2 separate regions of the Sus scrofa genome follow, and region 1 is linked to region 2. Evidence: chromatin contacts called from public Hi-C data. All regions are on one chromosome and are shown on one strand. The core of a region is the stretch at or near the end of the contact, and the rest is flanking DNA. Distances in the headings are between cores, read along the strand shown. Region 1 overlaps CHRM2 (cholinergic receptor, muscarinic 2). Region 2 has its middle 160 kb from the start of MIR490-1.

Region 1 (5,478 bases), core at 188-2,687, 64 kb before region 2:
AGCATGACTGCGCCTGTGCTTATCCTCAGCAAAGGGGTTTAATTCCAAGCAGGTAGGAGAGTTGACTGTCCTGATTTACCACATGAAGTTCTTCATTCTCTCCGGCCAACTTGCTTTATTTTAACTCTAAATTAGTGCTTCGGATACAAAAATCTTTGCTGAGTTGATGTAGCTTTTTATGTTTCCTCATCTCCATTGCCATTAGACCATTTAGTAAAGACTTTCATCTTCTCCACGCTCTCATTTTTCACATTTGAGTGGGATAACACTGTGGTCATTTCGCTCCGTTCTAGAAATAGGCTGCAATCAGCCTCTGAGGAAACAATCATTTTGTCTTTCGATTGCAAACAATAAAAATAGTTGCTGCCCATTACTTTCTCTCTACACTTCATTACTACTTTATTTTTATAGCGTCATTGAATTTGGTATGAATCATAAGTACATGAGGCCTGTGTCACTTCTGACATTGAGAAGTTAAAGGGCCCAAGATTCAGCCTTATGGAGGTGAATGTGCTCATTTGGGCTCTCTACCTGTTCTAGGGAGCACTACCAGAAGTGCTGATGGCTGTTAGGCTCACACATATGGGTGGGTTTATTTTCAGAAGTTATAACCAAAAAAATCATGCTTATAAAACACAATCCACTTACCTTTACTTCTCTTGTGTGTATTTTATGAAGAGCAACACCTGCATTAATTGGCTTTTTTATCTATATAAACAGTGTAACTTTAAGCAGAGACATGCTTGAAATAGATTCCTCAGTACAACTAAATGTCCTTTTCAACTAAGTGTCCTTTTTTCTACTTATCTGTTATAAGTGTCTTATCTAAATATTTATGTTACGTATTTTCCTTAGAGTCAGAAGAAATTCACTTCTTCCTGTACCTCTTAATCTTCCCACAACTTCTGATCACGTTTATTCTTAATTCCACTCTACTCTTTAGAGGAAACTATTAACTTACTTCTTTAACTTCTCTCTGAACCTAAACTAATTTTCATTCCTCTCTTCAAAGCTGTCCTTGATCTGCTATGCAAAGTTCCATGTTGCCTTGTGCTTGCGCTCAGCCTCAGCTCTCAGCAGAAGGCACGTGCACCATTGAAAAGGATCCCTAAAGGGATTCATTGTTTGGAATCGCTCAGCTTCTCTAGAACAACAGCTTTCCCTCTAGAATTTTCTGTCAGAGTCATAACAAGCCTCAATCCCTCTGCAAATTTGATTCACATGTTTAATTCAAGCAATGAATTAACTAATTTAGAGTTATTAAACCAGCAGCCTGTCGATTTTAGGAGAAAACAAAACAAAATACAAAAAGCCGACTATACACATTTCCAACTTCTCAAGACAGTAAGAAAGACACAGGCACCAATTCAAATACAGCTGCTTAATCACATACAACTTTCAGTAGCTCTTAGAGGATTGCTTCCATTTTCCTTTCACTCCTCTTGCTTGTGAGGACATAACAGCCTTCTCCACTGTTGCTGTCGTCTGGCCTAGCATGCACTGTTTTGTCAGCCCCATTTACTAGGCAATGTTGATCATCAATATCAGAGCCCTGTCTAAATGCTGGTACAGAAAAGAAAGGGTGCTGCAGTGCTTATTCTGATGGAATGTCATTTGAAAAAGTCGAAAGAGTGGTTTATTCCAGATTGTGCTTTGTTTATAATTGTCCAGATCACTTTTCTCTTTTGGCAGAAAGTGTACCATGTTTACAAAAATAATAAAAATAACCTGAAAGAGCCACAGACGTAGAGACAAGGACAAGGGTACTAGTTAAATCATTGTTAGGTTTCTTTCCCTCTTAGTCATGACATTTTTCTAGAGTAAGTGCTGTTTAGGTTGTGTTTTGAAGCAGGGAGAAGAGAGCTTGGCGAACATGGAGTGGAAATTTGTCCCAGCACCACTAAGAATAGTATTATGCTTGACAGGCAGCCAAACTGCAGGCATGTTTACCTCATAATAAGGGCTAGGAAATTCTTTAAGGTTTTCATGCTGGAAAAAATCATGAATTCTTTTGTATTTGTGCTAATGTGAGAATAAAATTGCTGTTTCAGCTACTTTCACTCTGATTTGATTTTACATTTTTTTTTCCTTTTTTAAAAAAGTGCAGCTTATATATAGTGACATGCACCAACCTTAAGGGTATGGCCTGATCAATGCAATGTTATAAGTAAGGCCTTTTTTTCTTTTTTCAAATATCTTATGTAATGCATACCTGATAAATTCTGCAGTACTGTGCTGCAATTTTCTAAATGAGGAAAACTCTACACGTTGCTTCCAGAATACTTTCAACACATCCTTTTAGGTATAATTAAAATCTTGGTGTAGGTAAATCAGTAGCCAAGCCTTATTCTGTGTTTCTGAACCTGCAGGTTGCCAGGCCCACCCGAGTACATTGCACTTTCCTGAGAAATATAATAGAATGCGGAATCTTCAGTACAGATTAAAAAAAAAAATGTCACACTCAAACAAATGAAAGGAAAGAAAAAAAGAGAAAGAGAGATAGAAACATTACGAAAGGTTTCTAGGAAGCTTTCTGTAATTTTTTCACCTCAATCTGACCAGCCTTTCCACATTGATTCTTAGCCTTGACACTTTTTCCTGTATTGGTCCAGACTTGGTTTAGGTAGCTGGAAATTTCATCAACAATTTGTGTGTCCCCTGGATTATACACTCTTTGTAGATAACGATGTTCATTTTGTTTGGTCACTTATTACTCCTTCACTTCCATCCTCCATAGCCCTTCAAGGCATATGAAGATCTATTCACAAAGGAATTGAACAAGATGTTTTAGAATCAAGAAAGAAACAGAGAAAGCTGTGGTTTCCCAGCAGGGCTGCCATTGTTCCCTGTGCCTTCTGTCCCCACCTTGGCTGCTCATGTAATAAGATCCAGGAGCTCATGAAAAAGCTCTCAATATGTAGACTGACTTATAAAGTGTCACTTAGATTAGCCTAAAACCTGATTAAAGAAAAAAAAACTAGAGGAAGTTCCCATTGTGGCTCAGCGGTAATGAGACCGACTAGTATCCATGAGGATGCTGGTTCGATCTCTGGCCTCACTCAGTGGGTTAAGGATTGCCCTGAGCTGCAGTGTAGGGCACAGATGTGGCTCACATCCTGCGTTGCTGTGGTTGTGGCTGTAGGCCAGCAGCTATAACTCCATTTCGACCCCTAGCCTAGAAACTTCCATATGCCACAGGTGCTGCCCTAAAAAGCAAAAATAAAAGATAAATAAAAGAAAGAAAAAAGTGGAAATTTACTCCATTTCTGCCTGATACTGAAAAAGTACCAGAAGGTGCACTGTCAGTATTTTCAGCTATCAGAGTGGCACTGTCTCCTGAGCCCCAGAACAAATCTCTTCTTTACCTTAAGTAAAATTGAAAGGTGTTCGAGATTCATAAGGGTCTTGAATTATGCCATCCACTGCATTAGCATCAAAACTCTATACATTGAAACCTTTCTTAAGAGGACTTTATTTCCCAAGACTTCCTAAAAACTCTCTCCCCAGTCCTCTTTCTTTCTTTTTCTCTCCAGCACCATTGATGGCAGGAGTGATTGATCACTGATGTAGGAACAATCTCAAGGCCTGTTAAATACCTGTATAAAAGTTTTACAGATTAGTGGGATTGTGTGAATGTGTGGAAATCTAAAACAGAATGTAAGCTATATATCTCAATTGTCATGTCTTCTGTGTCAGGGAAATTTTACAGTTAGAATTTATCAGATTATTATTTATTATATATTATATTCACTTAGAAACATATAAAATTAAAAATAAGCAAGCTTCATTTACTTTCTGATTGATGATAACACAGTTTAAAATTACCCTTTTATTCTGAAGGCAGATATAATGAGAAAGGCTCTGAAACTATATCTAGTAGTTGCTTTTTCCCAGTAGTCTTGTTTCTATTGATAGTATCTGATATTTTAATTGTATCCTTGTTTTTTTCCTGTTTTTTATAACTAGTTATTTTTGTACTGAAATCTATATATCTAGGAATAATAATTGTCAAAATGAGCTTCTTTAAGTCTCAGAACAGACTGTTATGTTTAGTCCTTATACACACAACTTAAAAAGTTAAAATAGGCCTTATTACTCTATCAGTTGAGAGAATTTCAGGCAACACTGGTGAGTCTAGTGATTTTATCCCTAGTATTTGCTCAATCATAAGGCTGCTTCTAGGAGATCAATGTGTGAAAGGGAGGGACAAAGAAAACCCAGAAAACCTTGCCATTTTTGGTAATGTGTTTAAATGGCAGCAGAAATTAGAAAATCTATAAAAACCATGTAAACTAAGATTACATTTTTAAAACAAAAGTTAAGTAAATATAAACAATCATAAATTTAAGTTTATGTGAATTCCTCTCGATTTCTTGTTCTAAAGTTCTTTTCTGCAGTGATATGTCTTCTTTCCCTTGATTCTACTTGTTGTCAATCATGGGCTCCTTTGTTTTCTGACTTTTTAAATTCTTCTAGAAAGCTTTTTTTTTTTTTTAATAAATCAGGTGTTTCCTGGTATGACCCTAGGAATCAGATACCTAAATTTGGACCCTGACCCTAGTAATTGCCAGCATGCTGAACATTGTCATCTACAAAGCTAGAAAAGATGATTATTATTTTCAAGCTATTGTGAGAATTAAATAACATAATGTGCAGAAATTTTTAGCATTTAGGCCTTTTAGCATTTAGGCTGCTCATGTATTGATAAATTTTTTATTAGCTTATTATGTTGTGGATGTACTTCTGAAAGTGATCATTATATATCAAGCCTGCTTACTGACTTGGGAAGAATGTGAAGAAAATCCCATTTATTATATCAACTTTCCACTGTGTATCCAAATATATATTAGAAATTTTTTAAAAAATCATTTAAATTAGCATTTTTTTCTGTAGCAGTTCAAAAACATATTTATTGTCAATGTTAGACCTTCTGTGTAATTGATGTGAATAGTTTTGTAAGAGGTTAGAGATCAATCCACATGTTTTTGATGATTGCTTTTAGAAAAAACATTTTAAATTTTAAACGTCGTATATTTTCATGTGCAGAACCTCACATACTATTTATCTTGTGAACATCTCCTTTCCAAAATTGCGATATTGGCCTGAACACAGTGATCCTCTGTTGTCAAATTCAAGGACTTATCTTGAACTTGGGTTAGGTCAAAGGGATAAACTTGTGGAGCTCACACTGGCCACTGTTGGCCAGTAAACTGTTCCTCAGGCAAACAATGAATACTTGTCATAGTCTGGACTCAAATACTCTGGGTTTGAATCTCAATAGCTTAATTAATGTGATCTTTAGTTCAATATTTATAAAAAGACACATAATAATAATCACCTCATGAGTTGCTATGAAGAGTAATCATGCTCAATATGTGTTACCGTCAATATTATTATATTGATAATTTAATATTATTAATAACTTAAGAGGATTGATAATGATTTTTTCCTTTTTTTTTTTTTTTGCTTTCTTCTTTT
Region 2 (5,607 bases), core at 1,906-4,405:
GTGCTTGTAAGAGAGGAGGAGATGACCTTTAAGAAGGAGAGTTTAAACAATAAAAATTAATTGAAAAGGCCAAAAAAGCTATGAAAGTTGCCAATGAAGTTGTCAAGAACAGGAAAGAGGATCATTTGTTAGAGTAAGTTTAAAAAACATTACGGAGGAAAAACAAAACTTCTTCAGAAGATTATCATCTCTGCTCAGTATTCTGTTTATGTATATTATCATTTGAGATGATTATTGATACCATGTGTGAATAAGGCACTAGCTCCAGATTCCCCAGTTATGGACAAATATTTAGGACACACCAAGATAATTCAAAATAAGACATATCTACAAGACTTGGATAATTAATCTGTAATTCAAAATGTCCAGTGAAACATAAGAAAAATATTCACCATCACTAATTATTAGAGAAATGCAAATCAAAACTACAATGAAGTACCACCTCACACCAATCAGAATGGTCATGATTAATAAGTCTACAAATAACAAAGGCTGGAGAGGATGTGGAGAAAAGGGAACCCTCCTTCACTGTTGATAGGGATGTAAATTGGTACAACCACTTTGGAAAACATTAGGGAGAGTCCGCAGATAACTAAAAATAGAACTATGCTATGATCCAGCAATCCCACTCCCAAGCATATATCCAGACAAAACTATAATTGAAAAAGATGCACCTCTGTGTTCGTTGCAGCAATATTCACAATAGCCAAGACATGGAAGCAACCTACATGGTCATGAACAGCTGAATGGATTAGGAAGATGTGGTACATATATACAGTGAAATACTACTCAGCCATAAAAAGGACAAAATAATACCATTTGCAGCAACATAGATGCAACTAGAGACTCTCATACTAAGTGAAGTAAATCGGAGTAAGACAAATACTGTATATCACTTGTATGTGGAATCTAAACTATGGCACAAATGAACCTATTTACAAAACAGAAACAGACTCACAGACATAGAGAATAGATTTACGGTTGCCAAGGGAAAGGGGGAGAAAAGTGGGAGAGACTGGGTGTTTGGGGTTGGTTGGATGCAAACTATTACATTTAGAATGGAGAAGCAATGAGGTCCTACTGTGTAGCATGGAGAACCATATCCAGTCTCTTCAGATAGATCATAATAGAAGATAATATGAGAAAAAGGATGCATATCTATTTATGACTGGGTCACTTTGCTGTACAGCAGAAATTGGCACAGCATTGTAAACCAACTATACTCTAATGAAAACATTTTAAAATTTTCAAATTTAAAAAATCAAGTAGTTTTTGGGGTTGGTTTTACAAGCAGTTCTGAAAATATTTATTAGATTTAGCATGAAATCTCCCTATCATGTACTTGGTAAAACTAATTTTAATGGGCTAAAGAACTTTTATTTGGAAAATTTTTAGACATTTTAGAGAGCTTTTGTAACTCTAATTCCCACAAAAGCAGATGATGTTGATGAAGCTATTAAAAAGCAAGGCTGTTTTAGGCCAATAGAAGCATTGTGTTACTTAATGGCAGGAAGTCGGAGTCCCACTGAAGCCTGAACTGACCCATCCCCACCTGAAGAATTACATTTTAGGGGATATATGAACAGGTTGATTCTCTTCAGAGAAGAGTGATCAGATTGATGAAAGTGCCAGAAACCACACTACGTGTAGAAAGACAGGGAAAAATACAAAGGCTTATCTTGGGATTGTAGTAAAGCAGTTGTTAAAGCTCTTCCATTTATTCAAAGGGTTTTCATAGAGCAGAAATGAGATGCCATCCCTAGACGGCTCCAAAGAGTAAGAACACACAGAATCCCAGGGTAGGAACTTCTATACATGCAAAAAAGGAGATCATGGCCCATAGTGTAGGGAAGAAACAGCCTCCTTCTTCCTGACGGTGGTGCTCATGGGGATGGGCTTGGTCTCTCATGGCTGGTGTTTGCCAACAGATGCCCCATGACCAAGGGTCAGAGATGCAACAGTGGGACTTTCTCCCCAGGTAAGAAGATGCAGTAAATAATCCCAAAGTGTCCTTCTACCTCGAAACTGTGTTTCTCATGGGGCCATATACATGTGATCTCACGTCACTTTTCTCTTCCAGAAAAAAAACCAAGATTTATGAAAATGAATCTTTTTGATAACTAAGAGGTAGATTTTTTCCTAAGTTACAGCAATAAGTAAAACTAGAACACAAAATGATTATCGTGATCCGAAATATGATGGAGTTGGTCTCACGGCGGGTTGGGGCTTCTCCACAGACTTTTCTTTCTTCCTCCCTCCCTCCCTTCCTTCCTTTCTTTCATCTCCCTTTCTTATAGAGGAGAGGAACATTGATCTGCAGATTTTCAGGATTCTATAATTACTTCCACAGATCTCACGCCAAAGAGTATCACTGTCTATCTTTGTATACAAATATTTGAGGCAGAATTTGCACAATAGCATGCTTTGACTTTTTAATGGTTTTATATTTACTTGTATTTATATGTATCTGCTCCTAAAGACAAGCCTAGACCACTTCCCAAGCCTAGAATCTGGGGTTCCTCAGTGCACCTAGTTTGGATGAATAAATTTCAAATCAGCTTTATAACGTATGTTTTCTCTGTTTAGGATGTAGAAGTCTACAGATGCCTCAAAACATTTCATTCATGTCTAAATTGGCAGGAAATTTCTCCTTCTTTTTGGCAAATATCCTTCTTGCTGGGGTTTGTGTAGAACTAATGCCAAACTTACTCACTGTGGTTAGCTTATGTTTGTGAAACAAGCTTATCATCCACAGTGAACACATGGCTTTTAGACATAGGAATTAATCAGTGCTGAAGAGACAGACTCCTGGCGTAGATTCTGGGCTGCCTGCTTGCATAAGCCGACTTTTGGGATCTGTTACACAAAGCAGAATCCAGGACTGCAAAGCACAGAATCCCACTCACAGTTCTTTGTCAGCCTTAAACTTTGCAGAAGATGTCTTTTTAGGGGGAACATAGTAAAAAACAGAGTGGATAAATAACATTGGATTAAAAATATGGCTATTTCACAAGGCTGAAATGAACAGCAAATAGACTCTTTGTGAAAACACATCAATATGTACCACCTTATTTAAAAAGGATTTAAAGTAGTTTATAGTGACACATAAAATATGGCAAAATATCATAAATTTGATATAGATGAGGAAAAAAGCACAGAGAAGAACACCCAATCAATTCTGTAGTGCATGATGGCCCCACAATTCACTTGCTTAAGAGAGGCACAGTTGTCCCCTAGATTATGGTAGTAACACGTTTCTTCTCTGGATCTTCCAAAATAGAACACCCTTGATTAAAGTGCACAACACACCTTCCTTAGCAACTTACCAGCGTTTTCATAGCCTGACTGTGCTGCATTGTGATACATCCAAGGCATTCTGGAAGAACCAATGATGCACACAAGATGTGCAGGACTGTGCTTGTTTGTCTACATTCAGACTGGAAATGCCAGGAAAAAAATGAATCACTGTGAAAATACCTTGTAAATCACTGTGAAAATACCTTGAGCTCTATATAAGTGCACATAATAATAATTTTCATTGTCATTGTGCCTTTGCAAGCCAGGTGGTGAATTTGAGACAATAAGCAATAGGAAATCCAAAATATTGTTAACAACGAAGGCTATAGTAAATCTTATTTTTCCTTTGTTTCTCTTTTCTGGGAAACAATTTTTCCCCCAAATAGGTATGACTCTTCCACAGTAATATCCAAACTAGGATAGCAGTCACTGATTTACAAACAAGCTCTAAGGTAATGACTCAGAACTTCTGGATTTCTTGCCTATCAGGGACAGGCAGATTCTCTTAGTAAGAAGAGATAATTTATTTGCGCAACAAAGGCAGAAAGTGGAAAATCTAAAATAGCGACTACTTTAAAATGCTGTGTGCCCGTTTGAATGTAGTATATGTAATATTTTAGAAAGTATCAGCAATTCAAACCAAATGTAAATATTGTACTGTAATGACCTTTGCCACCAAGGATCCTTGTTGCATGTTTTTATGAGAATTGTCTTTATAGCATTGGCATTAATGCAAGCTAATGCTCTAGTTAACTTGCATGTCTTCTCTCTCTAAAGATACTACCGATTTTACTCTCATATTTACTAGGATCAGAAGGGAAGAGTTTTTTTCTTTTTATATTTTGTTTTTTGTTTTTTTTGTTTTTTTTTTGCTTTTCTCTTTTTTAATTTAAAATGACTTTTTTCTTGGATACTGAATTTAAAAAGGAAAAAATAAATATTTCTTATATATTTACTAAATATTTTAAGCTTTTACTATCAACCAATCACTAGGTCTAAAAGACAGTCCTTGTCATCGTGGAAAATAATGATAATAGCAAAAATAGTCAATTCATTTTGAGCCACTTAATCAGCCAAGCACTGTGCTAAGTTCTTTATACACATCACCTCATTTTAACATTATGGAAAGTCTATGAACAGTCACTGTTATCATTTCCATTAAACAGATGAAAAAATGATGCATAGAGAGGTTAACTAACTTTTCAAAAGTCACAGAGCTAGTTAACTGCGAAGATGAGTATACAGTTTTATTTTGACTCTGGAGTTTAAGCTTCTAACTATGATGATATATGAGCGTAGGACTTCCCAGTACAAACTCAGAAATAGAGAAACTAAGCGGTAGGATACGAAGAAACTTGGGGGTTATGGCATTTTGAGGGAGGACAATTCCAGTATCATAAAAAGACTGTGGAGAAGATTTAAGCTGAGTCCCAAAGAACCTGCAAGAGCAATGGGGAAAGAGGAAAGGGTGTTCCAGATAAAGCAAAGGGCTTATCTCTGCCATGGCTATGGACTGGATCTAAATTCAGGATAAGATACAGTGGAGAAATCAGTAATGTAAAGAAGAAATAAGCTAAAAAACCCACCGTCTGTAAGGAAATGTAAGGCATTGTCAAGGCGGTCATTGAAAACAAAACAGAAGTCCATTAGTGAGAAAAATAAGATGAGGACTGATTATATTGTGATGTAGGGATATAAATTATATTTAATTATCCTTCTCCTCTGTGATGTATATTACACATTTATTCATTCCCAATGGAGCTTAAAGTGCCTTCAAGGACTTTCTCACCTTCAACAGCTTATCCTTCTGCTTTATTTAGTAGTCTTATCCACTGACACTTGAAATATTGTTCTAATTAAAGTGTTGGCACTTTAGGGGTACTGTGAAATTTCTCCTAGAAAAGGGCCTTCTTGTCTTTCTCATCATGAAACCAGGAAAAAGGTTTAGGGACTCATCAAGTTTCAAGTCTTTTTAAAGCCTCTAGCAATTCATGCTGTAATCTTTCCCATGAATGATTGTCAGATCTGGGGTTAGAAATCACCATGCTAGACCTAAAGGTTAGCTTTTTCAGCATTTTTATGCTTTTCGAAATTTCCATAAGACGATAAGTGCTGAAGGATCAGTAAGCTCAACAGCTTGGACACCCACTGCTGCCACACGGGCGTGTGAAATGCCTCCATCTGACTCAGAATTAGACATGTAAAACTGTCATCTAGCTCAGGATTAGAGCTTGGCATTAAAAGTATTTATAATTTGTGTTAGCAGAAACTGTGGGCTTGGAAAAATCATTGCTGGAAAACTGGAATTCT

Evidence for each region. A called contact is a pair of places that touch in the nucleus more often than the background predicts.
Region 1: a Hi-C map of fetal heart ventricle shows a contact between it and region 2, with 1.7 times the contacts expected there. The contact joins two enhancer-like sites. A contact is called at or near these places in 2 of 47 Hi-C or Micro-C datasets (fetal heart ventricle and heart right ventricle).

Annotation. Positions count from the first base shown.
Region 1 is chr18:12,467,055-12,472,532 of Sscrofa11.1, reverse strand. The region is part of intron 1 of CHRM2 (cholinergic receptor, muscarinic 2); the gene reads left to right. Among named protein-coding and RNA genes, the nearest start is that of MIR490-1, 98 kb to the left of the region's middle. Within about 2 kb of position 1,437, at least 6 of the 83 cell types and tissues checked have an H3K27ac peak or open chromatin away from gene starts, as enhancers often do.
Region 2 is chr18:12,404,454-12,410,060 of Sscrofa11.1, reverse strand. No RefSeq gene overlaps it. Among named protein-coding and RNA genes, the nearest start is that of MIR490-1, 160 kb to the left of the region's middle. Within about 2 kb of position 3,155, at least 2 of the 83 cell types and tissues checked have an H3K27ac peak or open chromatin away from gene starts, as enhancers often do.